3 separate regions of the Mus musculus genome follow, and regions 2 and 3 are each linked to region 1. The links are chromatin contacts, called in public HiCAR-type and HiChIP or PLAC-seq maps. All regions are on one chromosome and are shown on one strand. The core of a region is the stretch at or near the end of the contact, and the rest is flanking DNA. Distances in the headings are between cores, read along the strand shown. Region 1 holds the start of Slc7a6 (solute carrier family 7 (cationic amino acid transporter, y+ system), member 6). Region 2 has its middle 5.9 kb from the start of Gm34026. Region 3 holds the start of Zfp90 (zinc finger protein 90).

Region 1 (3,738 bases), core at 952-3,451:
CTCTTGCTAGGGAATCAGAGTCTGGCTGCTGGCTTGTGCTGGGGAGCCTCCCTCATCCTCAGATCTGTTGGATTCCTGCCATGCTCCTTCTTTGGAGCTGGAGCCTGAACTCAGGGCCCCTTTGAGCTGCGTCAGAGACTGATCAAGGTTTCGAAGACGAGAACCCAAAAGGGGCAGCACCAACAAGGGGTCCTCAAGGACTGCATCCTACGCCTATAGGTTGTTAACTTCCTAAGAAACCTGGGACCAAAGGCTGTGTGGTTCCTATTAACATGTTAAAGTGGACGAGGCCAGGCTCTGTTACTACCCAATCAAGAAATTGTATTAGTATTTCTCGAGCCAGGTGTGGTGGCGCAAGCCTTTAATCCCAGCACTCAGGAAGCAGAGGCAGGCAGATTTCTGAGTTCGAGGCCAGCCTGGTCTACAAAGTGAGTTCTAGGACAGCCAGAGCTATACAGAGAAACCCTGTCTAGAAAAACCAAAAGAAAAAAAAAAAAGAATTAGTATTTCTCACCAGCTTCTCTTTCCTGTATACTCTCTGACATTTTGGCTAAGTGTTCTCTTGGTTCTTCTCATGGCCTCTTGGTCCTTGCCACCTCTCTTCATTCATTTGCTTGCTCTCTCTCTCTCTCTCTCTCTCTCTCTCTCTCTCTCTCTCTCTCTCTTTTCCTGCTTTCCCCCACCCTGTCACCTCTCATGGCCTGGTCTATCCTGTTGGCTATGTTCAGGCTGGATTCTTCCAAATGCCTCTGGCTGTGCTCTCCCTAATAGCTACAATAAAAACCTTCTCTTCGCCGGGCAGTGGTGGTGCAATGCCTTTAATTCTAGCACTTGGGAGGCAGAGGCAGGTGGATTTCTGAGTCTGAGGCCAGCCTGGTCTACAGAGTGAGTTCCAGGACAGCCAGGGCTATACAGAGAAACCCTGTCTCAAAAAACAAAAAACAAAAAACCTTCTCTTCAACCATACCTAGGAGTGATCATGTCCCTGTTTTTTTCATTCATCAGGAAGGAGGAAGGAGAGCACTTTAGGAGAGGTTTAGTTAATTATTTGGTTTTTCCAAAGTTTAAGTGTAACAGAACCCTGGCTGTCCTGGACTCGATTTGTAGACCAGGATGGCCTCGAATTCACATAGAGTGACTTCCCACTGCCTCCTGAATGCTGAGATTAAAGGTATGGGCACTATTGCCCGGCACACTACTTATCTCTCAATAAGGTTTAAATCTTAAGCGAGAAATGCAGAAAGAATGGGGTCCCTTGCAAACAAACTCCCAAGTCTGTTTCTTTCAAGGTATCTGACAAGTTGTAAATATTTAGCCAGGAGATATGTTCCTCCTTTAGATGTTTCGTCCACTTGATCTCCTAGCAGGCTATTCCTGGAGGAAATACTGATTTCTTGGGTTTTTTGTTCTTGTTTTTTGTTTTTTTTTTTTTTTTTTTGTTTTGTTTTGTTTTTAAAGTCTGATAGCCTACGAGAAAAGCACAACTGTCTCGTTAGACTATATTTATCCCTGCCAGACTGGTCAGTTGTTAGAAGGTCCGGTGGAATATAAAAGGCAGGAAGTCTTAGAATGAACGCCAGCGCCACTAGAGGAAAAAGATAACCTAAAAGGAGATAGAGGAGCAACCAACGGGAGAAGAAAAGGTCAGGATGTCCCAGCATCCCCAAGAGGGGTGTCAGCAGGGTCGGGGGAGACCAGGACAAAGCGAAGAGAGCCAGAAGTGGCAGCCTTCCTGGGTCTAATGGAGTCTGAACTGAGTGTCAGAGCACCGGTCCCGGGAGTGTATTTCTTCCTGGGTTCCCGGGCTGAAGGGAGGCAGTTATCTAGATAGGGAGGCGGTCCAGAGCTCTTTGTGTCAACTGTCTGGGGTCCCACTGGGCGTGCAGTCCCCAAAGGCCAAGGAGGAGAAGGTGTGTGTGGGCCCGTTAGAGCTCCAAGCAGCAGCATCCTCACGTGGAGCCCCAGAGGCTTCAAGTGACTGCGTGGGGAGCCGGGGAGTGTCCATCCCAGGTGAGGGTGACCGCACCCCAGTCACAGCCCGCGGGGAGAGTCCGGGCGCGGCCTGCTGGAGGCTGCTCCGTAACGGTACGCGGATCGCCCAGGGCCCCGGCGTGCTCCAGTGCCCGGAAGCAACGCCGCCTGGGGCCCCCGCTCCGAGCCGGGTCCCCTGGCGGCGCGCGCTGTCGCGATCCGGTGCGAGTGACGTGGCGTGGGCGGGGCTTGAGCGGCCGCCGGGGCGACGGCGCGACCGAGCATCCTGGAAGCTCCGGGCCACGAGGAGGTAGCTGGCGAGGCCGAGGAGGTGAGGGGCTGGCTCCGGTTCGGCTCGGGGTCGTTCTGGTGTGCGGCCGAACACTCTTGCGTGGCCTCCGTGGCCGCGTGCTGGATGCGGGGCCGGAAACCGCGTGGGGCGGAGGGCGCGGGAGAGACGCGGCGGCTGAGAAGAGGACGCCGGGAGCGTGGATCCCTGGAGTGGACCGCCGTGTGAGGAAGACGCAGGCGCGCGCGCGGGCGCGTGTGTGGGGAGAGAGACCCCGAGGGTGGCTTTGTGAGTGTGCAAGATCCCGAGTGTAAGGGGGACTGTTTGTGAAAAACTGTGAGATGGTGAGTGTAAGGGGCCGTGTGTGTGTGTGTGTGTGTGTGTGTGTGTGTTTGTTTGTGTGTGTGTGTAGACGGAAAAACCCAGAGTGCGAGGAGGAAAACCGTGGGCGTGAGGGTGGCTCTGGAGTGTGTGCGACCCTGAGAGAGACGGAGACGGTGAAGGAGGTTTGAGTGTGAGAGAAGCGGGCGTGAAGGCTGAAGGACTGAGCCCTTCGCAGTCCGTGACCGTGCGAGCCTGGGTGAACCTCCCTGGAGCACTGAGAGGTGGCGGAGGAGGAGGAGGAGGAGGAGGAGGAAGAAGCCGTTGTGTGTGAGGAGGGCAGAGACAGCAGGGCGGGTGTGTGAATGCAGGAATGCAGCTTCTTGGGGGCTGTTGAAACCTCTGACTCCGGTTGGGACTTTTAGAGTGCTGAGGTATTGGCGTTTGGGAACACGGTGCTCTTACTCTTTTGAGTGTCTCCTGTATTTTGTCGTCTCATTGGACCATCTCATGTCACAATTATCAGGAAATATTTGGGAAATGTTCGGAAAATTTCTGTTACTCTGCACACCAAGCCAAAAGGCTGGTCACCGCGTTGTGTAATGGGTCAGTATAAATAGAAAACACCTAATTTAACAAGTCTTGGGGAACCAATCGAGATCACTGGGTTATGTGTTGGAGAGAATGCAATCTCCGCTGTTATTGGGGGGCGGGGAGAACGACCCCTCTCAGTTTTGGGCAGCTCATCTAACAGGCTATATATGCTCAGCTGTTTGGCTCCTTATATCTGAGAGCCAATCGATCTCGGATTTAAAGACTTAGGGGGAGCAGATTTTAAAGTCTGCAACTGCTTCCTGGGGTCATTTTTACTTCTTTACCTGGTGAGGTCCTTGAGGAATCTACCCAGGCTTCCTATTTTGTTCAAGTTCCATTGTGATTTCATACAGATAGCTTTTGCTTCCCGACATGGGTCTTAGGCTGTTTACTTGAGTTATATTTGATTTTTCTTTCCTGGCAAATGTGTGGAAAAATCACCACCCTGGTGGAGAGAGAAGGCAGTACTTGCCATGCAAGTGGGTTTCATTTCTAGCACCTCGAACCAAAGAGAAAAAGAGAGACAAAGATGGAAACCATAAGCCTGATCCCCTCTCCATACC
Region 2 (3,948 bases), core at 1,180-3,679, 230 kb after region 1:
GGTGCGACTATCAGCCTAATGTGTAATGTATTTATGTAAACAGATGTGAGTATGGATACAGTCTAAAATCTAGAAAAGAGATCTAGAGAGGTTGACATTGGGCAAAGGGGAATATTGCTAAGAAGACATGAGTCATGAAAAACATATAAAACTCACTTTTTTTTCTCCTTTCAACTCTGCCGTGTGTGTGTGTGTGTGTGTGTGTGTGTGTGTGTGTGTGTAATATGTGAATTCAACTTTTCAGGTACAGAAGCAGCAAGAACTATTTCTATTTTTGTATTTCATAACAGTCCAATGTGTGATTTTCCTTTGAGGCAGTGATTATGAAAGTTGAGCTTTAAAAACAAAACCTGTTGGCCATAAGTGCAGAAGGAATCAGACACTAGTAACTGGATACATTTGTTGAAATGACCCACATAGGAAAAAATTTTTTAAAAATTAAATGAAATTTGTTTGTCGGGGAGGGGGTTGTAAACTGAAATTTTCTGAGTTTCTTATATCTATCTAATGGTTGAATCTATATCAAGGGGGTTCAGCATGGTGAGGCACGTCTTTAATCCCAGCATGGGAGGCAGAGGCAGGCAAATCTCTGAGTTTGAGGCCAGCCTGGTCTACAGAGTGAGTTCCAGGACAGTCAAGGCTACACAGAGAAACCCTGTCTCAATCAACAACAACAACAAAACAAAAACAAAAAACCAGCCAGTTCTATCAAGGAGCTGCGGAATTGGCTCAGTACTTAAGAGTACTTGTCGATCTCACAGAGGACCTAGGCCCTGATTCCTAGCTCCCAAATGGTGGCTCACAATCACCTGTAACTCCAACCTTAGGAACCAATGAGTTCTTCTGATCTCTGCAGGTACCAGGCACACAAAATATTAACATAAATAAATATTTTTTAATTTAAAAAACTATAGCAAATCACTCCATTATAGTGGGTTATTTTATTGGATATTTTCTTTATTTACATTCAAATGTTTTCCCCTTTCCAGGTCTCCCCTTCAGGAACCCTCTATCCCATCTCTCCTCCCCTTACCTCTATGAGGGGACTCCCCCACCCACCCACCCCCTCCTGTCTTCCCATCCTGGCATTCCCCTACACTGGGGCATGGAATACCCTCAGACCCAAGGGCCTTTCCTCCCATAGATGTCCAACAAGGCCATCCTCTGCCACATATGTGGTCAGCGCCATGGGTTGCTCCATGTGTATTCTTTAGTTGGTGGTCCAGTCCCTGGGAGCTCCCAGAGATCTGGCCTGTTGACACTGTTGCTCCCCCCATGGGACTGCAAACCCTCTTAGCTCCTTCAGTCCCTTCTCCAACTCCTCCACCGGGAACCCCTCCCCCCGCCCCCCGTGTTCAGTTCAATGATTGGCTGCAAGCCATTATAGTGTTTTTAATATGTAAACTCTATTACTATGCATAAATTAAAGTGTGGTGTGTGTGTGTGTGTGTGTGTGTGTGTGTGTGTGTGTTTTAAATTAGTGGTGGAAATTACTGATGCCATGTAGCCCTGAGCAACAACAGGACCAGTTAGATCCCTGTAACTTGAGTCAGAAAATATTTGTGTTAGCTGGAATGTATCTAGTTTATCTTAGGCTAATACCAAATCTATTGTGGAGCCAGAGTCAAAGTATAAGGCTCCAATCATAATAGATTTGTTCATTTATAGTTTGTTTGGAAACAACTAAGGCTATTCTTAGTTGACAATTGTGGTGGTTATATGAATCAAGATGGCTGCAGTCATGTCAAGGTGAATCCATACACCAAGGCCAAGATATCATTCTCTTTCTGTAGAGAGGCCCCACTCCCCAAAGGGACTAAGTAACTGTGTTTCCAGTAGCCTTTTCTCCAAGGGGTGGCACACAAGGCTTGCACTTGAGGGGCCTCGTTCCCTTCCCCCTTTTCACATTTCATCTCCTTAAAATAATGTTTTTATTTTTGAGATTATAATACAATTACATCATCACATTCCATTCTTAATGTAGGCACGATGGTCTCTGCCACCATGCTGATGACTGCAGTGTCCCCAGAGGAGAGTCACAGACAGGGTAAGTACCAAGTGGGAGGAGGGACACTTAGAGGTTCTCTTGGGACTCAGCAGGAAGAGCAGGAGTTCTCAACCAGGGCACAGAGTTTGAAAGGGCTGGCGAGGTAAGCCACCAAATGTTTGTAGACTCAGCTATCATCTAACTAACTGCCTGGACTCACATCCCCAGGCCAGTACTTATATATAGTTAAGGGAATTTGACCAGTTGGTGAACAAGCTGCAGTTTACCAGGTCAAGCAGAGATTCCGACTACGGCAATTTTAAAAATAAAACTCGTTCTTCCACACAAAGCTATGATCTTCAGATTGTCAGTACTCAGGGAATCAGAGCCTACAGGGTGGATTTTAGGGAAGTCAGTCCCACTGAGACTCCCAAAGCCATCTGCTAATTGCTGACCAAAACCAACAGAAGAGGAAGTTGTCTTGCTTAGTTGGTAAAGCTTGGAGCTGTTTCCTGCCTCCCCAAATCAAGGTCCTTGAGGGGCCCACATCCCAAATACAGTTATTCAAGTCAAGCTTGAGCTACGGCAGCTAAATAGAGATCCTCCCCTTCAGAAACCCTCTTAGAGAGGAGATTTCACAACCTTCGGGACCTACTCCAGCTCTCCTGGCCCCGTCTTCCCCGTTTCATGAAGTTCAATGTAGAGCAAACAACTAGGTCCTGCTTGTCAGATTCTCCTTTCCCTGGGAGTGTGTCCAGTCCTGGTCTCACAGCTTAGCGCTTTCTGTCTCTAAGAGTAAAGGAAGTGAGTCCAGCACAGCCTTCACTGTGCACCCCAACGTCTTCCTGATAACCCGTATGAGGCTCTGGTCTTTTTCAAAAATCGCATGAATTCTCTAAACCCTCTCTCCAGCAGGCAGGCAACTTTCTCAAATATATACAACCCTCACAAGTCAAACCTCTCAGAATCTCATCTTTGAAGAATAGTCCTGTTATAGCTTGATTGTTGAGTTGGCAGACTGTAAAGGTCAAGTTTCTGGGTTCCAATTCTGTTTCTGTTGTTTATGGGCTCTGAAATCTAACAAGTCATAGAATATTTGTAAGCCTCAGATTTTCTTCCTTCCTTTCTTTCTTTCTTTCTTTCTTTCTTTCTTTCTTTCTTTCTTTCGTTCTTCCTTCCTTTCTTCCTTCCTCTCTCTTTCTTTTCTTCCTTCCTTCCCTCCTTCTCTCCTCCTTCTCCTCCACCTCCTCCTCTTCCTCCTTATTATTATTATTATTGTTATTATTATTATTGGTTTTGTGTGTGTGTGGCTCTCAATGTCCTAGAACTAGCACTGTAGATCAGCCTGGCTTAGAACTCAGAAATCTGCCTGCCTCTGCCTCCAGAGGCGTGCACCACCACTGCCTGGCTAGATTTCCTATCTTTAAAATGAATATGGAAATATTGTCTCTTTATAAGGTATCATGAAGTTCAATGTAAAGCAAACAAGTAGGTCCTGCTTGTCAGATTCTCCCAGTTTTTGTACCAGAAATCTTCTGTTCAAGGAAGGGTTTCAATCTTGAGCAAACTGGGATGGCTGGCTGCAAGGACCTGAAAGTATTTAGCCCAGTGCAGGTGGCTCGTACAAGTTCCATTAGTGTCAGCAGATTGAGGCCCAGGTGGTCACTTCCCTGACTTACTTTCTTTCTTTCTTTCTTTCTTTCTTTCTTTCTTTCTTTCTTTCTTTCTTTCTTTCTTTCTTTCTTTCTTCCTTTTTTGCGCATGCCTGCATGTGTTCCTCCTGACTCCACCTTCTGATTCCACCCACTGGGGTTATGGAAGTGTCTCACCACACCTGGCCTTTGGGGTTTCTCAACTCTGTTTGTTTTGTTTATCTGTTTAGTTATTGGGCATCTATATTGTGTGCATGAATGTAGAGGTCAGAGGACAACTTGTGGTAGTCAGATCTCTTCGACCACATG
Region 3 (4,192 bases), core at 514-3,013, 250 kb after region 1:
ATAGGGCCAGAGAGACGGCTGGACGGGTAAATGCACTTGCAGAGAAAACCTGAAGGCTTGAATTCAAACGTCGAAAGGTGGAAAAAGACAACCAGCTCCCAAGTGTTGTCCAACTTCCCTCTCCCCAACACACACAGACACACACACACACTGACACAGTCACAGAGATCGTTCTGTCTCTGCACCCACCACCACTCCCCCTGCAAGAATAAAAGGTATGGGCAAATACGTTTTACATACATACATACATACATACATACATACATACATACATACATACGTTTGTTTGTGTTGGGGTCCCTAGGAGATACTCTGGCCCCCATCTGTGAGCTGTGTGGCTGCCAGCGCTGGGGAACGAGCTGTAGTGCCTGGTGCCGAGCCTTACCCTAGCCTGTGTTTTGTGCTTCTTACTGAAAGTTCTGCCTTAGGAATCCTTCTAGGGTCTCTTAAACTTCTGTTTTGTGCGTATCTGTCTGCTACTGTTGTCTAGTGTGGAAAGTATTTGCAGAGTTTCCAAGGGGTTTGTTGTTATTTATACTTTCTCCGCCCCCGCATCCCAGCAAAAATCCACAGAACACTGTGATAAAAAGACAAATAGTAACAGGTGTGGGTAGGAATGTTGAAATCTATATGCTGTTAGTTTAAAAAAAAAAAAGATGGAAGTGATACAGCCTCTTTAGAAAACATTCACAGTTCCTTCAAATGCTAAACATGGTGCTACCAAATCTCTATAATTCAACTTCTCTGTATCTACCCCAGATCAATGAAACTGCACCCCCATAAACGTGTGTACACACATATCCTCTGTAATGTTGCTTTGAAGATAAAAGCATAAAATCTCACAGTGTGAACAACGCAGACGCTACCAACTGATGAATGAATGTGGTACACTCGGGCAATCAGATCTTTCATTCAGCATTAAAAAAGAATGGGATAGAGACTCCTGTGATGTGAATGAACTCAGAACCACTGTAATAACTGAAAGAAGCCAATCATAAAACTTCATATTGCCTGATCTTATGAGATACCCAGAAGAGACAGATTTGTCACAAAGACAGCACAGGTCAGTGGTTGCCCGGGATCGAGAGGAGGTGGGTTAGGACGAGGGGACGGTTATTAATGTACATGATTTTTTTTCTTTTGTGGCTAATTAAAATGTTCAAAGAGGAGACTACAACGATGGTTGTGCAACTCTTTTTATGTACTAAAGTCTATTGAATTATACACTTTAGTCATTCGTGCATGCATTGTTTATTTATTTTGGCTTGTAAGACCAGGTCTCTTGTAGCCCAGGCTGGTCTTGAACCACAGTTTAGGATAACCTTGAACTCCCGATCCTTAGCCACTTGTGTGCTAAGAGAATTGAGAATTGAGTCTACAGAGTGAGTTTCTGGACATCCTGAGCTACACAGAGGGAGAAAGAGGGAGGGGGGAGGGAAAGGGAACGGGATGGGAGGTGGAGGAGAAGGAGAAAAGAAAAGAAGGAGCGGTGAGAATTTCTAGAAGCTCCAACACACACACACACACACACACACACACACACACACACACACACACACACACGACAAAAACTTTGAACCTTTCCAGCAGCTCCAGAAAACACACATACCAAAGAAAAACTTTGAACCTAACCTGCCCGCCTTCTTGTGCTCTTACTGCAGCCCCCCACTAGGAGGCAGGACCTCTGCAGGGCGGGCACGCGAGGATAGCTGGGAATCGTAGTTTCTGCACCCGTGGATGGGCAGGCGCGAGGATCATTGTGCGCAGTCGCACTCGTGGCTCTGCGCCCGCCGCTGTGGCCATTGTCCGACCCTGTTGTTGCAGAGCAGTACTGCCGGGAACAAGAAACTGCAGCGGGCGCTAGAGGGGCGGACCTGAGGTCGCGGATTCCGAAGCCCCGGAGGCAGATTCCGAGTGCAGTGGGTAGGAGGCTGTCCTCCGGGCCTCGCCGACCATCCTGCGGACGGACTGGGCGTGGCCGGAGGAACTGTCCCGAAGCTGTGGGGCCTTTCATTTGGCCTTGGGAAGAGCAGCAGGAGAAGGCGGGGCTCCTCCCCACGTTTCGGCCGAAGTGGCTGCAGAGCTGAAGGGGTGGGGCCTCGGGGTAGCCCGGTGAGTGGATCCTGTCCTCTCTCCTCAGCCCTGGACCATAGCCAGCACACACTGAGGCAGGAATGGCCCCGAGACCTCCGACGGCCAAGCCCCAGGTGAGCCGAGCCTTCCCCCACCGCCCGGAGCATCCCACCCTGAGAGGCCCCCGGAGTCTGTATGGAACAGTTATTGGTATAGGTATAGAGAGTCTTAGTTTGGATCGCTTTGAGTCTCCTCCTCTGGAGAAAACCCCTCCCAAAGTGCCCAGCCCTGGGCAGAGCAGGATTTCTGAAAGGATGGAGTTAAAGAGGAGACTAGGGAAGTGCGATCTTGTGAGAGGAAGTGTTCTGGGGGTGTCAGCACTGAGACTTTATTGCAGTGTGCACTTCTTAGAACTCTTCAGTGAGGAATGGAGGATAGAGGGACAAAATAGAAAAGCCCCCTGCTTCCCATCCAAAGGCCATAAAGAGATAGTAGGGGGGCAGAAGAGACCTATTAGAATAAGAGGCCGGTGAAGGTTGGGCGCTGAGTCGGAGACCACCATTACAGCCAAACCTGGTCAGACAAGCTCCAGCTTTTCTTGCCCCCCCCCCCGCCCCACTCGTTTTATTTTCCTTTCTTTCTTTCCCCATTAACAAATGTATAATAGTGCGCACCCTCCATAGCCCCGGCTTCAGGTTAATTAGTAAGAGACAGATTTATCAACCCACTTTTTAGTTGTAGCAAAAGGGGCATTTTCTGGACATAAGCTCTGAGGCTGTCCGTTTTACTTTGATGAGAACATAATCTGAACTCTCTTTGGAGTTGAAGGTAAGAACTAGGACTATAGCTCAGTGGTAGATCACTTGCCTAGTATGTGTGAGGTCCTAGGTTCAATTCCCAGCACCTCCTGGAAAATGATAAGGATGGGCTGGAGAGATGGCGCTCCAGTTAAGAGCACACACTGTAAGCTTTTACACGCTGCTCTTGCAGAATTAGTTTCGTTCCTAGTACTCACGGCAGGAAGTACACATCCACCTTGTAATACAGGTTAAAGGGGACCTGATGGCTCTGGCTTCTTGGATACCTGCTCTCACAGGAACAAAATTGTTAGAAACGGGGGAAAAAAATCTCAGCTCAAGGCATTGAGGAAGAAAGGATCGCACAGAGTTGAAAGAAGCCTAGCAGGGCTCTGAACTCTTGTAAAAATGGTCCAACTGAACCAAAACTGAGCTAAAAACCACAGTTTGCCAGGGTGACTTCCGTCTTTTCTCCCTCACAGAGGTGGTGACTGAAACTCATCCCGTTAATTGAAGCTTGATCCTATAATCTGACACGATTGGCTAATTGTTGCAAAGGGGAAGGCTTGGGGAATATAATATGGGCCTTTATAAGGCTATTTTCGTGAGGGGAAAAAGGGTTTGCACAATACCCACAGAGAGACCCATAATATAACAAAATACTTTTAACAGTAAGCTACAAGTTGTAGTTGCTACAGGTATCATATAATCAAGTTCAATCTAGATAAAAATACTAACAGTATCTTTTAAGGTCAGTTTATAGAGTCCAAAAATGTAGCACAGTCAGTTGCTATGTATATCATATAATCAAGTTCAATCTAGTTAAAAATACTAACAGTGTCTTTTAAGGTCAGTTTATAGGGTCCAAAAATGTAGGGCAGTCAGTAGAGTCGCTGCCTAGAGTGCAGGGAACCCTGGGTTTACATCCCTTCATGAACTGCACACAGCCTGGGGAGAACTAGAGAAGTCACCCTTGGGAAAGAACATTGATCGAGGTCTAGAACAGTGGCTAGGAGTATTTTCTGTAGAGCTGAGGGAAGGCCATGCACTGTGGTGAGGATGTGCAAAGCAAAAGGATGCAAAAGAGAGACAAGTTAATAAGGCAAGGAGTCCATGTGACAGGAACCGAACTGCCGCCTTCTGCCTTTTGTGGATCAGCAAGTTGCTGCCTGGTTGTGTTGTTTGCAAAGACCCACACAGGTGATGATGATGGTGATGGTGGTGATGATGATGATGATGATGTTCTAGATTATTTTAGACCTCTACCTCCTGCTATTCTTTCCAGGCAACTGAATCACCTTCTCTTTAAACTTTGCTTCCTA

The links. HiCAR-type assays count read pairs that join an accessible place to other places. HiChIP or PLAC-seq counts read pairs in DNA pulled down with a chosen protein or histone mark.
Region 2: a HiCAR-type map of fibro-adipogenic progenitors shows a contact between it and region 1, with 2.8 times the contacts expected there. The contact joins the enhancer-like site here to the promoter of Slc7a6 in region 1. A contact is called at or near these places in 7 of 39 promoter capture datasets (the 3T3-L1 cell line, the C10 cell line, frontonasal cranial neural crest and 3 more), 2 of 15 datasets of contacts at CTCF or cohesin (large pre-B cells and pro-B cells), 26 of 484 Hi-C or Micro-C datasets (the AML12 cell line, the C2C12 cell line, the N1E-115 cell line and 14 more), 21 of 115 datasets of contacts at active chromatin or transcription factors (the 230-238 cell line, the NIH/3T3 cell line, T-cell acute lymphoblastic leukemia and 16 more) and 4 of 9 other capture datasets (adipose tissue, embryonic stem cells, liver and 1 more).
Region 3: a contact with region 1 is called in an H3K4me3 HiChIP or PLAC-seq map of pro-B cells, with 4 times the contacts expected there. The contact joins the promoter of Zfp90 here to the promoter of Slc7a6 in region 1. A contact is called at or near these places in 6 of 39 promoter capture datasets (the 3T3-L1 cell line, the C10 cell line, the SN4741 cell line and 2 more), 2 of 15 datasets of contacts at CTCF or cohesin (large pre-B cells and pro-B cells), 18 of 484 Hi-C or Micro-C datasets (the AML12 cell line, the C2C12 cell line, the N1E-115 cell line and 11 more), 18 of 115 datasets of contacts at active chromatin or transcription factors (the SCID.adh cell line, T-cell acute lymphoblastic leukemia, astrocytes and 13 more) and 4 of 9 other capture datasets (adipose tissue, embryonic stem cells, liver and 1 more).

The regions. Positions count from the first base shown.
Region 1 is chr8:106,166,653-106,170,390 of GRCm38.p6, forward strand. It overlaps Slc7a6 (solute carrier family 7 (cationic amino acid transporter, y+ system), member 6), which reads left to right and starts at 2,202. Exons shown (of 10, transcript NM_178798.4): 1 at 2,202-2,302.
Region 2 is chr8:106,392,137-106,396,084 of GRCm38.p6, forward strand. No RefSeq gene overlaps it. Among named protein-coding and RNA genes, the nearest start is that of Gm34026, 5.9 kb to the right of the region's middle. Within about 2 kb of position 2,430, at least 40 of the 459 cell types and tissues checked have an H3K27ac peak or open chromatin away from gene starts, as enhancers often do. A contact at or near this core is called in the 230-238 cell line, adipose tissue, bone marrow-derived macrophages and 3 more, where this site is marked.
Region 3 is chr8:106,413,564-106,417,755 of GRCm38.p6, forward strand. Zfp90 (zinc finger protein 90) reads left to right here and starts at 1,764. Exons shown (of 4, transcript NM_011764.4): 1 at 1,764-2,207. The coding sequence starts at 2,175.